5 separate regions of the Mus musculus genome follow, and regions 2, 3, 4 and 5 are each linked to region 1. A link is a contact called in public Micro-C and promoter capture Hi-C data. All regions are on one chromosome and are shown on one strand. The core of a region is the stretch at or near the end of the contact, and the rest is flanking DNA. Distances in the headings are between cores, read along the strand shown.

Evidence for each region. Promoter capture Hi-C pulls out the DNA fragments that hold promoters and counts their contacts. Hi-C and Micro-C count contacts between places; a contact is called where the count stands out from the background.
Region 2: a promoter capture Hi-C map of pre-B cells shows a contact between it and region 1, with 4 times the contacts expected there. The contact joins the promoter of Poldip2 here to the promoter of Wsb1 in region 1. A contact is called at or near these places in 5 of 39 promoter capture datasets (embryonic stem cells, hippocampal neurons, liver and 1 more), 7 of 115 datasets of contacts at active chromatin or transcription factors (cardiomyocytes, embryonic basal ganglia, embryonic forebrain and 2 more) and 1 of 9 other capture datasets (liver).
Region 3: a contact with region 1 is called in a Micro-C map of embryonic stem cells, with 5 times the contacts expected there. The contact joins the promoter of Ift20 here to the promoter of Wsb1 in region 1. A contact is called at or near these places in 8 of 39 promoter capture datasets (the 3T3-L1 cell line, the C10 cell line, the HPC-7 cell line and 5 more), 2 of 484 Hi-C or Micro-C datasets (both in embryonic stem cells), 14 of 115 datasets of contacts at active chromatin or transcription factors (astrocytes, bone marrow-derived macrophages, cardiomyocytes and 9 more) and 2 of 9 other capture datasets (adipose tissue and liver).
Region 4: a promoter capture Hi-C map of pre-B cells shows a contact between it and region 1, with 4 times the contacts expected there. The contact joins the promoter of Utp6 here to the promoter of Wsb1 in region 1. A contact is called at or near these places in 4 of 39 promoter capture datasets (hematopoietic stem and progenitor cells, hippocampal neurons, liver and 1 more), 1 of 484 Hi-C or Micro-C datasets (CD4 T cells), 2 of 115 datasets of contacts at active chromatin or transcription factors (cardiomyocytes and pro-B cells) and 2 of 9 other capture datasets (adipose tissue and liver).
Region 5: a contact with region 1 is called in a promoter capture Hi-C map of hippocampal neurons, with 2.4 times the contacts expected there. The contact joins the promoter of Nlk here to the promoter of Wsb1 in region 1. A contact is called at or near these places in 4 of 39 promoter capture datasets (hippocampal neurons, liver, neural stem cells and 1 more), 1 of 484 Hi-C or Micro-C datasets (CD8 T cells) and 3 of 115 datasets of contacts at active chromatin or transcription factors (cardiomyocytes, effector CD8 T cells and embryonic forebrain).

What each region holds. Positions count from the first base shown.
Region 1 is chr11:79,253,314-79,256,088 of GRCm38.p6, forward strand. Wsb1 (WD repeat and SOCS box-containing 1) reads right to left here and starts at 1,382. Exons shown (of 9, transcript NM_019653.3): 1 at 1,040-1,382. The coding sequence starts at 1,079.
Region 2 is chr11:78,510,847-78,513,621 of GRCm38.p6, forward strand. It overlaps Poldip2 (polymerase (DNA-directed), delta interacting protein 2), which reads left to right and starts at 1,450. Exons shown (of 11, transcript NM_026389.3): 1 at 1,450-1,626. The coding sequence starts at 1,466. Tmem199 (transmembrane protein 199) reads right to left here and starts at 1,322. Exons shown (of 6, transcript NM_199199.3): 1 at 1,051-1,322. The coding sequence starts at 1,261.
Region 3 is chr11:78,535,021-78,537,795 of GRCm38.p6, forward strand. Ift20 (intraflagellar transport 20) reads left to right here and starts at 1,341. Exons shown (of 6, transcript NM_018854.5): 1 at 1,341-1,556. Tnfaip1 (tumor necrosis factor, alpha-induced protein 1 (endothelial)) reads right to left here and starts at 1,240. Exons shown (of 7, transcript NM_001159392.1): 1 at 1,066-1,240.
Region 4 is chr11:79,960,951-79,963,725 of GRCm38.p6, forward strand. Utp6 (UTP6 small subunit processome component) reads right to left here and starts at 1,437. Exons shown (of 19, transcript NM_144826.3): 1 at 1,268-1,437. The coding sequence starts at 1,359.
Region 5 is chr11:78,695,982-78,698,756 of GRCm38.p6, forward strand. Nlk (nemo like kinase) reads right to left here and starts at 1,444. Exons shown (of 11, transcript NM_008702.3): 1 at 1-1,444. The coding sequence starts at 285.

The DNA of each region.
Region 1 (2,775 bases), core at 132-2,631:
CAGATTCAAGTTCTTCCTCACATTCCATCCTCCGATTTCACGACCAGAAAGGAAGTGTGACAGTGCCTTGTTAAAGAGGGTAGTAGCTCAGTTATAGCCTGACCTGGAACTCTTCACACACTCATGGAGTCCTGCCCCTACCTTTAGCATGGACATGAAAATCCAATTGACAAAACTGTAAAGTCAGTGTCTACTGACGATAATTTTGTTCAACGAATGTCATCCAATGGGCTCAAAGGTGACTCCTTTGAGAGAATTTAAATAATGCTAAGTGCTTTAAAGGGGCCAACGGGCAGGTCTGGCCCACGCCCTTCCACTCCCCATTGTCCAGGCTTCAGCCAGACGCGTGACAGGTCTAGCCACGGCTACATCCTCTGTACAATAGCCCTCCTTCAGCCATTCCACCTATTCTCACGGCTCCTTCCACCCCCACCCCCCCGTGTAGGTGGGCAACATATTCCCTCCTTAGAACCCTTCACTTTCATAACGCCATCCTTTAAAAAACACTAAAACTTTTTTTTCTACGCCGCTGACACCTCTCCAGGTCCCTTTCTCAATAGAGTACCGGACATACAGATGCTGCTGTTCCTGCTGCGCCTCAAAAAACACAAAAGTTCACAACTTCTTCCCACCAAAGAGAGCCTAGGATAGACCACTTAGCCTATGCTAGTAACTCTCCAGGTCCATTCGATATCCAAGACACAGCCGGGAGAATCCCAGGACGTCCGATCCGCACCCCAGCTGTGATGGTGTCACTAGGGTTTGCCCGGCGCTGAGCAAACTCGGGAGGCCCGCTCTGGGTCCATTCACTCCCGGCCGACGCCCATCGCGGGACCGCTTCCTCCCGCCACGCAGCGTCAGTCCTTGCTCCTCTCCATTTCTCCGGAGCCCGGGCATCCGGTCCCCCGCGCTCGTGGGCCTTGGCATCGGACTTCCCCGTTCTCCCATCCCCCACCCCCGTTTTCCCCCCGGGCCCCGGAGCCAGCCCCTTCACGCTCTGCCGGTAGACCCCGCGCTCCCCCTCCATCCCGAGCCTCACCGATCTCTTTCTCGTTAACCCTCGGGGGAAAGCTGGCCATCTATGGGGCACCGTCTGATTCCGGGAACTCGATTCGGACGCGACAACAGAGAAGGGACTCAGCGGGGGCTGAGGGGCGTGACGCGGGCTCAGGCTCTCCCGGGTGTGGAGACTGCAGAGAGAGCGCGGGCGGCCGCTGCGGCTTCTGCGGACTGCCCGGAGGAAATCACCGGAATGCCTGGAACAAAGCCACCGGGTCACACTCAGACAAAAGAGCCGGCGCGCCTTCCACTCACAGACTCACACAGCCCGCCAATGCTTCCGCCGCCAAACCAGACACTGAGACAAGATGGCGGGCGGCACTGATAATATCTGGGAGGCGGGGTGTAGTGGGTGACGTCAGACCATCAGGCCCCGCCCCTCGACGCAGGGGACGTGATGGTCTGGATTCACGGACGGGCGTGAGCCCTCAAAGCGCGACCTGCGGGCATTTTCGAAGTCGAAGGCTCATTGCCAAGGGCAAGCCCGGGATTATATAATGCACGTGACCGAACCGGAAAGGGCAAAGTAGACGTTTCACGTGCTTAATCCCTTTTAGCTACGTCTCTGGCTCCTTAGTACCTGGGAAGTGAAGGTTGCGCTGAAGAAAGATATGATGGAAACTAGCATAGTGGTGTCCAATTGGTCAGGACAGAACAAACTGGTTTTAGGAAAGACTCAGTTGATGAAGGAGACCCAGGGTGATGGGCACCTCTGAGGCCTCCCCAAGACTGCCTCTGTTCTAATTGGTCCCTAAAGTCAGGTCTCCTGAAGAGCTGGCCAATATGACCTCTACCTCAGAATCTGCCCTTCTTCCACAGAAGTTGAGGTCTCTAGGAAGCAGCTAGCTATTCCACATCATTGTTTGGGTGTGCCCCACATCTCAATCTAAGTACCATCTATAAATGATGTCATTGCATTTTAGTGGCCCTTGCGGGACTCTTTCTTCCAAAGGATAACAGATAACGGCTTAGATTTTCTCAGATACTCCTGGAAGACAGAATTGCCCAGCATAACTTTAGATCTCAAACACCATAGGTAGTGCATGTACTGTGTGCATGTCCCTTTGCCCAAGGTAGAAATTCTTAAGATCATGATGATTAATAGAAATAAATCATCCCCTTCTTTAAAAAAAATTACTTGGTTACTGCTTGACAATATGTTTGTCCAGAACTTCATGCACGGCAATGGTGCTGCCTGACGAACAGTAGAAGGAAAAAGAAAATTCAATCTTGTCAAATACAGACCATTATTGTCCCCTAATGTTTTTAGCTTATTTATTTATTATGTGTGTATGAGATATGTGCATGTTTTTGAGTCTTTTTTTTTTTTTGAGAGTTCATGTGTCTTAAATGCTTCTGTGTGAATGCAGGCATTCAGAGGTCAGATGACATCCTAGGATATGAGTCCTCACCTCCCACCTTTCCTGAGACAGGGTCTCTCATGATTTCAGTGCTTGTATACCATGCTAGCTGGCCCTGTAACTTCCCGACTCCCTGACAGCCCTGTTAGAGTGAAGGGATTGTAGAGTAGTAGTCTGTAATCTCCTGCCTTCTGCTTTAACCTGGGTTCTGGGCTTTCGAACGGTCAGGTTTGCATTTTCACCTCTGAGCCATCTTCCCAGCTATTTTTTTTTTGAGTTTTCATACAAAAATATGCAGATTTCACAAACTTGCAGGGCTGGAGGAGGGGGGTATAGCTCAGTTAGTAAAATATTT
Region 2 (2,775 bases), core at 200-2,699, 740 kb before region 1:
AGACCAGGCTGGCTCAGAACTCATTATGAAACCAGTCTAACCTTAAGTTCATTTAGATACACCTAGCTGTCTCTTGAATTCTCATGTACTTCATCTAGACAACTCACAATCTTACTGCCTCAGCCCCTTGGGTTTCAGGTACGTGCCATGCCCAACCTTGTGATCATTTTCTTTCTCTCCTTGTGTTTATTCAATTATTTTTCATTTTACTCAAGATAACTTTCAACTAGGAAAGATTTAGGACAATTCCACCTAAGTATTTTTTAGTGTCATAGAGTGGACTTTAACTGTCAGTCTTCGTTACCAACCCTACCTCACCACTACCAATGGTAGGTTATTTCTGTGAAAATAATAGATCTGTCCTAGTCAGGATTGGGTTGTGATGCTAAACACTCAGCGGACACTGTATTAGAGGATCTTTTTCTAAGATTCTCTTAAGTCTAAATAGTTGATCATCTACCCTTTGCACTTCTGGCCAGGATATGTTAACTCTGGCAAGGTAAGTTACATGCCAGTTTACCCTATTCCCTACCTTAACATAAGTAAATAGGTCTGAAAAGGAGAAATGACTTCTTTACAATGTCTAGAACTACATGCGACTCAATCCAGATCTTTCAATAGTTTTTGTTGTTGTTACCGTTTCCCTACCCTCACCCCTAAACTGGGGCTTGCACCTTTACCTTTGAGATGGAAGGAAAAAAAATCACTTTTTCCAAACACGATATGCTCACTATTGATATATGGCCCTCAAATGGAGAAACTCAACCTGTCAGATAGTACTGGGCTACAATCTCGACTTCCTAAAAAAATTCACATGGACTTAGGTGGCACTAAAAGAGGACTCAACAAAATCTGAAAATACGTTTTGTAACACACTAAGAATTTTCACGGAAGTTAAGATGGAAGTAGTAAACCTGGGGTTTATGAGAAGGCTTTTGGACTGGATATATGAGAACTCGGTAGGCACTCGAGAGTGATGGGGGGAAAATACGCCTCAGAAGGGATTAGATCTGAAAAGAACGCGGCGACTCTTGAATGGGGACCGCTCACTTCTTTCTCTCAGGTGCTGATGCAGATCTCGGATGAGACGGAATGAAACCAGGCGCCGGGGTCCCGTGGCATTATCACTGCCCGCGTGTTTCTTTCCCAGAGCAGCCTCGAGCTGGGCACGCAGCTTCCGGGGGAGCTGCTCCCGTTCCAGTTCTCCGCCAGGACCCAAAGCGCGAACCAGTCGTTCGCCGGCAAGCAAGGAAGACGCCATTTCTGCCTCACGCTCTGATCAGGTGATCCCAAACTCGGACTTCCGCTCACAGGCGCCGGATGTAGCTGGAGGAGCCCACGCGGCCGCGGGGGGCGGGCCCGAGGGGAGGGGCTTAGGCGCGGGGCAGTGTGGGGCGGGGGCGGGACGGCGCCCCGCCGCGGGTCGGGCCCTGTGTCAGCAGCCGAGCGGGCGCTCGGGCGGGACATGGCTGGTTGTGTGGCCCGACGGGCCCTAGCAGTGGGCAGCCGCTGGTGGTCTCGGTCGCTGGCCACGACCCGAGGGTCGAGGCCACTGTGTGCGGTCGGTGGAGCAGGGGGCCTTCCGCCGGTGGCCACAGCGACGACCCGAAGGCATCTGTCGTCCCGGTGAGGGACGGAGAGAGGGGGCCAGGGAGCCGGGCCCAGAATCTAGGGAGCGTTTTCTACCTAGCTACTAAGGAAGCCAGGAGGCCTGACTCTGTTTGGGCAGCCGGAGTGCCACCTGAGAAAGGGTCCCGAGGAGAGAGCCGACACGGGCTGCTTGGGACATGTGCCAAGAGCAAAGAAGGGAGCACTGCCCAGGGCCCTGGCAGTGCAGGGCAGCTCCGAGGGAGAACAAGTAACGCTTCTTAGGCGAATCCTGCCTCCCAGGCTGGGGTCCCCGGCACCTGGAGTGGGCTGCCATTTAATACAACTACAGGGATCCCCGGGCCCTTTTGGGTCAGTGACTCTCAGAAATATGCTATTCTGTGGGAAACAAGTCGATTTAAGTGTCTACCTTTGTGGGTCCTGTTTCCATGTGACCTTGGGGAGACTGATTTTGCCCATGTGACTTGGGAAATAGGGGTTGAGGCTCGGGGGGGGGGGGGCGGTGTAAACAAAGCCTTGTAGGGATCAGACAGGATTGAAAAGTTGGCTATGAAGTTAACATTTCCAAAGTAACATTACAGTGCTTTGATGGATCCATAGCAAAATTAATCCTATTTAAAAGGATAAGTTGATGGAAATGACCTGATAGTGGTTAAGGGAGGTATTTGCTATTTAAGACAAGTAAATGTGAAAAGACACTGGGTGGAGACACGGCAGTGCTAAGTGTACTGTGTGGGGTACCTTTGAGAATCTAGAAATGCTAGGTCCTGAGGTCAGGGTAAAGACTTAGAATTTACAGCACAGTTGAATGTGTAGGATTGGGAGAATCATGCTGTGTAGCCAGATGGGCCCAGAACCTGTTATTTTCCAGCCTTAGCCTTAAGAGCCCTGGGATTACCGATGTGTGGAACCATTTTTGGTTCAGAACAATTCTTCCAAGTAGCAAATGCCAGGCTTAGTGAGTATACTGCCAAGCAGCAGTGGGTAAAAGTAGAGACAGAAGAACTGCTTGCCTCAGAACAAATGCTTTTTGAGCACCTCTTACACACTAGGCATGTCTCTCAGGTCCTTAATGGACTCAAGGCATGCATACCAGGAACTGAAATGCAAAGTTGGAAGGATGGTTAACATGTGGGGGGGGGGGAAGACCCGGAGGGTGGGTGAAGG
Region 3 (2,775 bases), core at 91-2,590, 720 kb before region 1:
GTCGTTTCCTGTTATTCCTCATGTTTTACAGGTAAAACCCACAACACTGGTCCTCAAACAAGAATTAAGTATATACATCAGCTTGCTAAACTAAAACTGACCCTGAAGAGATTTCAGTATGTCCTTGGAATGGTCGGGAGTGGGGGGCTTTCAGGAAGGTCTATATTGGTGCTATATTAAGTAGCATATCCTTTTGATGGCTTAATTGCTTTCAGTGATGGAACATGGAGGAAACGAGCTCCGGGAGTCTGACAGTAACACTACAATGCTAGACTGGTGAGCGACTGACCGCCTTACCTCAAAGCGGGAAAAAAATCAACTCCTCAACAAGTTTTAGCAAGTTCCTCACATACTTTGTGTGCAGTCCCATTTCCCCAGAATCAAGGAAGCACATAAACACGTTCTGCCAAATCAAAGAAACCCAAGTGACTAGGCTTGCCAACTGAGGAAGTCAAATCCGGAGCTAATCTATTCTTTTCCTCCTAAGAGCTACTTTGAGTCCTAGATGACGTCAGACCAGATTCCACCCAGACCAATTAGGTCCAAGAGTCCAATGGCAGGTGACGCCCTAGAAAGAAATTTCTGAGAGGATGAAGTTTCCACTGATAGTTTCAGGGCTCTTTCCTCAGGACTTCGCCTGTGGATAGAGGGGTAATCCTGGGGCTGGGGAACATACACGTGTCTCTATGGGAACCTAATGCGAAGCCAAGCAGAACAAAGCGCAAACGATCACGGTAGTTCAAAGACTTGGGGTTCTAAAGGAAGGACACGAGGTACGGCGAGGTGGGAAGGCTGATTTTGGCAAGAAAGGTCAGAAATCGTGGAAGCGGCTCTTATGTTTCACCCAAAGGCTCTCCAGTGGAAATGGAGAAACATCCCATGTCTCTCGTTGCAGTGTAGGCTGCTCTCCCGCCACACCCCTCCTCTTCTGAAAAACTGAGATCCGTGGTGCCTCCCATCCCCAGAAAAGACCTGAACTTCATCCCCGCGCGCCATCCCGTGCCTTTTGCCCAGGACTCAGCAGAGCCTGTCCTTCCCCTCTGCACCCGCACCTCTGGCTCTCACCGTCCGCGGGGACGCCTCTCCGAGTCTCAGTCAAGTAGCAAGCGGACTCGGTGCCACCTCTGGCCTGCGGCTGCCTGCAATCTCGGCTGTGAGCTCACATCCTGCGCCCGCCGACTCCGGAGTTACAGCCCAACCCTACAGATCGGGAAAGAGACTACAAGACCCGGCATGCACAGCGCGCGAGCTAGCAGTGGGTCGAAAACTTGACGTTTGACTTCCTTCTACTTCCGGGTTCGGGAACAAATCTACTTCCCGTGTCGTAGTCCCCGCCCCCTGAGCAAAGGCTTCTGGGCCTAGTGGGCAGTTATCGCGTGTTGCATCTATTTCCCAGCAAGCACCGCAGGGTGGGCGGATGCTGGTGCTTCTGGACTCGGGGGTGACGTGTGGCTCCTAGATCTTGTCTCCGTGGCAGCAGCCGGTTGCAGTTGCCGGAGAGAAGCTTCTACCGACAGTCGTCAGGGCCGCAGAGCGCTGCCGAGGCGGCTCGTCAGGTAGGTCGGGGACGTGGAGGACTTGGGACGGGAGGAGGCCGACGTGACCCAGCGCCGAGGATTGGCTGGACCGGGTGGAAAGCGGCGGTTTCCCTACCTCGGAGTTTTTAGGGATCGGGTTTACACTCAGCTCAGCCTGGCTCCCTCGATGTCACCGGTGAACCGAGGTTCGGACATTGCAGGAGTATAATTTAGTAAAGACAGCCGCGCCATTTGCCCAGTTCTTCCTGTGTCTACGCCTTCTCCAAACTCCACAGCTACAACTATTTGTTGTGCCTGCGGACCTGGGAGAGCCAGGGAGCGTAGAGCCAGGCACAGCCTTCATGCTTAGGAAACTCAATCCCACGTTCCTGGAGCATATTTGTGGTGGGAGTTAGGGGTGGGCTGGGGATCTGATAGCCCGCTATGTACCATATCTATCTTACCCATCTCTTTAAACTGTCCTTTCCAGCCATACTCTCGGTCCAATCCAGATCCATGGCAATCGTGTTTGGCTCCTTTCTTCACTTTTCTCCAAAGTGCTGCATTAAGCATTACTAAATTCTGTCAATTCAGACATCATCTGATCTCTGAACTCCCGTTCGGCTTCAAATCTTTTCTTCTGTTACAGCCTTCTGTTTCCACATGAATTCATTCATTCTGCAAACATTATCAGAGTGCCACTTACCTGCAGGCAGCCTGCTTAGAGATGCTTGGCTCACAGTGAGAAATTTGGAAAGGACGCCTCTATTCTGCTCTTCCCTGTTCCCTCTGTTTGGCCAAGGCAGTGAGTGATCTTTCCAACTCTGATCAATAAGCACTGCCGAAATCCACTGCTAGCGGTTATCATTATAAAAAATAATCCAAGTTCAGCTGGGTGTGGTGGCGCATGCCTTTAATCCCAGCACTTGGGAGGCAGAGGCAGGTGGATTTCTGAGTTCGAGGCCAGCCTGGTCTACAAAAGTGAGTTCCAGGACAGCCAGGGCTACACAGAGAAACCCTGTCTCGACAAACAAAACAAAACCCAAGTTCATTTACTCATCCAGCTATAGCCGGTTGCCAGCCTTGCTCCCTCTTGCTGTTTTGATCCCAGGACCCTTTGTGTCAAAATCTTCCAGCCTTAGGACGCCCCCATATGCTTTTCCCTATGCCCACAATGTCCCTCTCCCTTCTCTTAGAAGATTTTCTGGACGTGTTTAGGTCCCAGATTGTTTTTTCTGAAGGCTTTTGTTGACCTCTC
Region 4 (2,775 bases), core at 187-2,686, 710 kb after region 1:
CAGGCAAAGCACGCATTCTCTTACACACTTACTCTATGCTGTTACACACTTACTCTATGCTGTTAAGAACATCCACATACAGTTTTAAACTTTCAGGAAAATCACCTCAGTTGCCAAGATCATTACTGTTCCCACCAGCAAAGTAAATAATGCCTAATGCTTTTTATTATTTATACATACTAACAAAGATTTCTCCTCCAAATTTAGGCTACTTAGGGGCTTGTCTTGGGGTGTGTGTGTGTGTGTGTGTGTGTGTATGTATACATTCTCTAGAATCAAACTCAAGGCGTTGGCATGCTAAGCAAGCACTCTGCAATGCTCTTAGCTTCAATGCTTAGGTTTTTGTTAACCAAATCTCTATCCTAAAATCTTGGGTCTATTTTCAGCATGTAAATTCTTAAAACCTAAATTGTCTCTAACTAAATATTACGACAAAGGAGTGAGCATACATGTGTTCTAAGAAAAACAGAATACTCAAGACAATATTTAAGAATGGTAACACATTTAGCACCGCGCCCCCCTTGTTTTTCCAGACAGGTAGCACTCACAGGGATCCGCCCACCTCTGCCTCCCAAGTCCTGGGATTGAAGGCCGGTGCCCTGACTCCGGGCAACATTTAGCACTTTCTAAGCGTCCTCGCGGTGTTTCCTAACGTTTTTCTTTGCGGATCCTACACTCACACTACTACTGCACTTTTATCTAGAGTCATAGAAAAGTAAACTGTTACAGAAAATCACTAAAAGTAACTGATTTTACCAAATTACCAAATGCCAACTATATTCCGTGCCCTGTGGCAGAGCGCTAAAGAAGCATAGGAAATGAATTGAATGGTCTTCAGTCTATAAGTTTAGTTAGGGAGACCTACCCACTCCCCCTGGGCTTCCGTGGCGCTGTACTCGACTATCTAAAGCTGTATACCCCAAACTTTTAAACTATAACCATTTTCTAATCGGAATTCTCCCGCCATTCACACTGCCCAGTATCCTTGACGGGCTAGGATCCTGGCTGGATCACCTTTACGGCCGCAAGACCCTGACCATTGGATGACGGTCAGTAGGAAGGGTAAACGGACTGATTATGGATCGCATTGCAATACGTTAAAGTTGAATTCTGACCGTGGTCAAATTCCAGCCACGGACTTTTCCCTCTGCTAGCATGGTAGCTACAAACAAACTCAGAAAAGTCAGCACGCCGGTCCCCGCCACACACTGGCCTCAAGCTCCCCTCCGGCCTCCCCGCTCCTTCCTCTTCCCTGATCCTCTCTCACTTAATCTCCGCGTGACTGAAGAGTCCGATGCGCTCCAGCTGTTCCAACTCCGGGATTCGATCTTCTATACGTTCCTGAATTATCTCCGCCATGAGGCTGGAACTTCACAAGCAGCCGGGCGGCCGATAAGCGTAGAGAACAGCCACCTTTCAGCCTCACTCTTAGTGATTGACTGAACGTGCTTCGTAAGTCCCGCCTTTTCCGCTTCCGCCATTGGGGAGCCCCTCTTTTCTAGCGAAGCCGCTGTCGCCTCCCTGTGGTTGACTATAGGATTGCAGCAAGAACCTTTTCCGGTCTGGGAATGCATCTTTTGCGGGGGCGGGGCTGGGGGCGGGGCTAAATCCTCGCGCCTCGGAGACCGGAAAAAGCTCCTCCCGGAATACCTGATAGGAGCTTTAAGTACGCTACCTGGAAGTCATTTGTTTTTATCATGCTCCTGTCGCAGGTTCTCGCTTCTCGTCACCGAGAACACTGAAAACTAAAAAATGTAACTGAAGACGATATTGTTAATTATGCAAATTCGATGAGGCTCTAAGGCTGCGGACCAGCTGCCCTGGTCTTAGTCGGCTGGCTTCACGAAACCAGTATGGTAACCGTGCATTTTCACGTCCCAATGAAAGCCTCTGAATGGTTGGTTCTTTTTAAAATGGTGAGAAAAAATGTATTATTTAAATAATTAGGGCCATCGTGCTACCTAGCCTGGCAACCTAAATTCGGTAGAAGGAGAGCACTGACTCCTGCAAATTATCCTCTGATCTCAACACGCGTTCTATGGCGCGTGTGCCCGCCCACGTGAATACACACACGGTTTTTAAATTAAAAATAAATATCTTGACCTATGTAGACAAAATACTTCAAAATTTTAGGCACTGGATAAATAGCAGAAACTGTCATTTGTTTTAGAAAACAATGAAAAGTTTGAAAGTTGGTGAAATAGATCAATATTTACACAGATCTTCCTTACAACATTGTCCAAGCAAATTAGTGTTTCTAAGAGATCCACCTTGGAAGCAACATTGCTGTATAATTACTACCACCTTAAAAAAAAAATCTGTGGTTCCCTTCTCTGTTAAGTTCTGGAAGATGATAAAAAGCCAAAGCAGGGCTTCTTGCTAGACCTGTTATTAGAACACTCACGTCGTTACCCCGGTCTTCTACGTGATTTATGAGAGGGAACTAGACTTCATAGTCACCCAGAGCCACCCAGCTCCTTGCTTTCCTTCCCTTTCTGTTTCACATCTTGTCCCACTGGCCTCAGAACTGACACAAAGGTCAATGTGAGCTTCATCACTTCCCAGCCCTTTCAGATCTAAGATCTGAGACATGGAAGGAAATCATGTATGTAAATTAAAGATGCAGTTTCCTTGTAATAGTAACGCAGGACTTGTTGTTATTAGTCAGAATGGGGATGACTGTGAACAGCAAGTCCAGTGTGGGCAGGAAGCTTGTAATAATAAAAAAAAAAATCAACAAATAAATGCGCAAGTGTAAGGCATTTATAACGTTTC
Region 5 (2,775 bases), core at 194-2,693, 560 kb before region 1:
TGGGAAATATGGCTGTTGTTGCCCAGGGTTTAACATGGCTGCGGCTGCAGCTGCTGCGGCGGCTGCCGCAGCTGCCGAAGACGTATGCTGCTGGACTGGGTGTACGGCAGCAGCCGACCCCGGATGAAGGTGGTGTTGAGGGTGGTGGTGGTGGTGAAGGTGAGGAGGAGGAAGGTGTGGAAGGTGGTGATGATGGTGGTGGTGGTGACCTGCTGCAGCTGCAGATGTACCGCCATTGTAAGCCGCCATCATTTTTGCGTTGGCTCTTGTGCCACAAAGAGACATTCAAAAAAATGCCCTTTGATTGGAAAGCAAACTGGGTCAAGCTGTCATTTGGCCATTTAAAAAAATGAAGAAAAACCACTCACTCCACCTCAAAAAACATAGAGCGGAACTGGCTTTATGTCTTCATCGGTCAATCCAGACAAGTTTGACAATCTTGGGTGTTCGATTTGGGGGTGAGAGTGTGTGGAAGGGTATGGGTTGTCAAAATAAAAGTTAAGAACATAAAATAAGAAGAAAAAAAAAAGGAAAAGAAAAAGGGAAAAGGGCCCCTTCCCCCCAGGATTCCTGCCACAAGTGGATACTAAAACTCCATTCTTAATGGGGGGGAGGTTCCAACTTTGAATGTGGGAATAAAGGCCAAACCTCCCGACCCCCTGAACTCCGCACACGAAAAGGATCTGGTAACACGCCACCCTTGGAATCTTGTAAGAGGGTTGACTCATCTACCCCTTCCATTCCCACATCCTTTTCTAAACACCTCCCACCTCCTCAAAAACACAATTAAAAAAAAATTCCAACCACTCTAAATCAAAAAAGATGAGGGGAAATTATCAGGGAAACCAGCTTCCAGCTTCCCTCCCCTCGAACTCTCAGGCCTTCCTACATCGCCCCCTACTCCGAGTCTGGTTGACCTGATTGGGGGGACTGAGGAGATGTACCAAACTTTCCTAGGCAGAATGAGCCAGGGAAGGAGGCTGGAGGAAGAGAGTGAGGCGAAGAGGCGACAGGCAGGACAGAAGAGGAGAGAGAAAACCCCGGCAAAAGTGAAGGGAAGAAGGTGCAGGGAGGGAATGAAAGAGCGGTGGGCAGTACTCGGACGCCCAGACACAGGGAACCGCCCCGGAGGAGGTTAGGGTCCCGGGGCCAAAGAATAGGAGCCCCGGGAAGCGGGCGGGGGACGGTCGGAAGCAGGCTGACTCCTGCCCCCGCCGCCGCCGGCTTGTGCTGAGGAGGGTTGGGGGGGAGAGCGGGTGGGTCCCCCGCGCGACGGCCCCTGCAGGGCTCAAGGCTGCTCCGTCTCCCCCCCTCCCCCCCACCCGGCTTCCGTGCCCACGGTCGCTTTCTCCACAGCCGCCGTGACCGCTTTCTCTTCAGCCGCCGCCTTCTCAGCCGCCGGTGCCGCCGCGGCCGGACTCACCTCCCCTAGCAAAGCCGGATAGAGCGGAGCCAGCGGCGGACACGCGCAACCAGCCGCCGAGGCCCCGCCCCCGCCTCACACTGACCGGCTGCCCTAGCCAATCCACGCCCACCTGTCCGCGTCCGCCTCCAATCCCTGGCCGGAAGCTTCAGACAGGCGCACTGGTCGACCAGTGGCAACCAGGTGTGGGTCTCCTGGGGAAATCCCGCCCCCGGTTCAGGATGGGCAGACAGACAGACCAATAAAAAGGCAAATCTTGGCCTGACCGACAAGACTGAAAGCCAATTAAAAATCAAAAATCTCCGTGACTTTTTTTTTTTTTCTTTCGCCTCTCTCCTCTTTTCTTTTTCTTCTTTTATTTTTTTTTTATTTTTTTATTTTTGGAAAGAGCAGGAAGCTGCGTGCTAATCCCGCCTGCAAGAGCTAGAAGAGAGGGGCGGAATGAGGAAAAAAACCAATCACGAGCCAGGAACAAAGAACAGAGAAACCAATCCTTGGGTTGAAGACTAAGTGGGATGGAACTGAGTACAAATAGATATATAATTGGACAAATGGGGGAAAAAAGATTGACATAGGTCCCGCCTTTCGTATGTCCCATTGGATAGCATTGTGGAGAATTTGCTGTCATATCGGAGACGACATCTTCAGGAGGCGGGGCTAAGAGAGAGGTGTGGTTTTGATGTGGGCGGGACTTAGGCGGAGAAGGCGGAGTCTAAATTATCACTGGTCCATTGATAGGAGCCATCTACAACTCTTTCTAAGGTACAAGATATGGGAAAAAATAGAAGGAGCAAAAAGGCATGTTAAGCTTCAAAAACTCAAGGTTTCGTAATACGAAACAAAGTAGACTCATCAGTTAAGCTTGATTTTGACCAAAAAGAGGCTTTATTTTCAGTATACCAAGACTGCAAAATTTATACAAATTAAAAACCAGGGGAAAAAAAAAACACGTTAAAGCCCCTAAACAGTAATAATCTCCCAAAGTTTTCTGGTCAAGTAAGTTCCATTCATTGAAATTTTACTAGAAGAACATCATTCTTTGATATTACTTTGCTTAACCTAAATTTATTCTTAAATACTAGGCTAACAGACATTCTTTTCAATAAAACTGTGTATCAAAACCTAGAGGCCATTTTTGATTCCTCTTTTGCCTGTCCACTCTTCCCTTTCCTATCAAGAAAGTAGTCTTAAACACCTTTGAGCTCCTCTCCACTTCTACTCCTCAATTTGCATTACCTGACTGTAACACCAATAGTGTATTTAATGCATCTCCCTGCCTACAGCTCCCTGATGGGCTGTTGAGGACATAGTAAACTTTTCAGCTCCCATCATCTGTAAAAGGTGAAGTACTG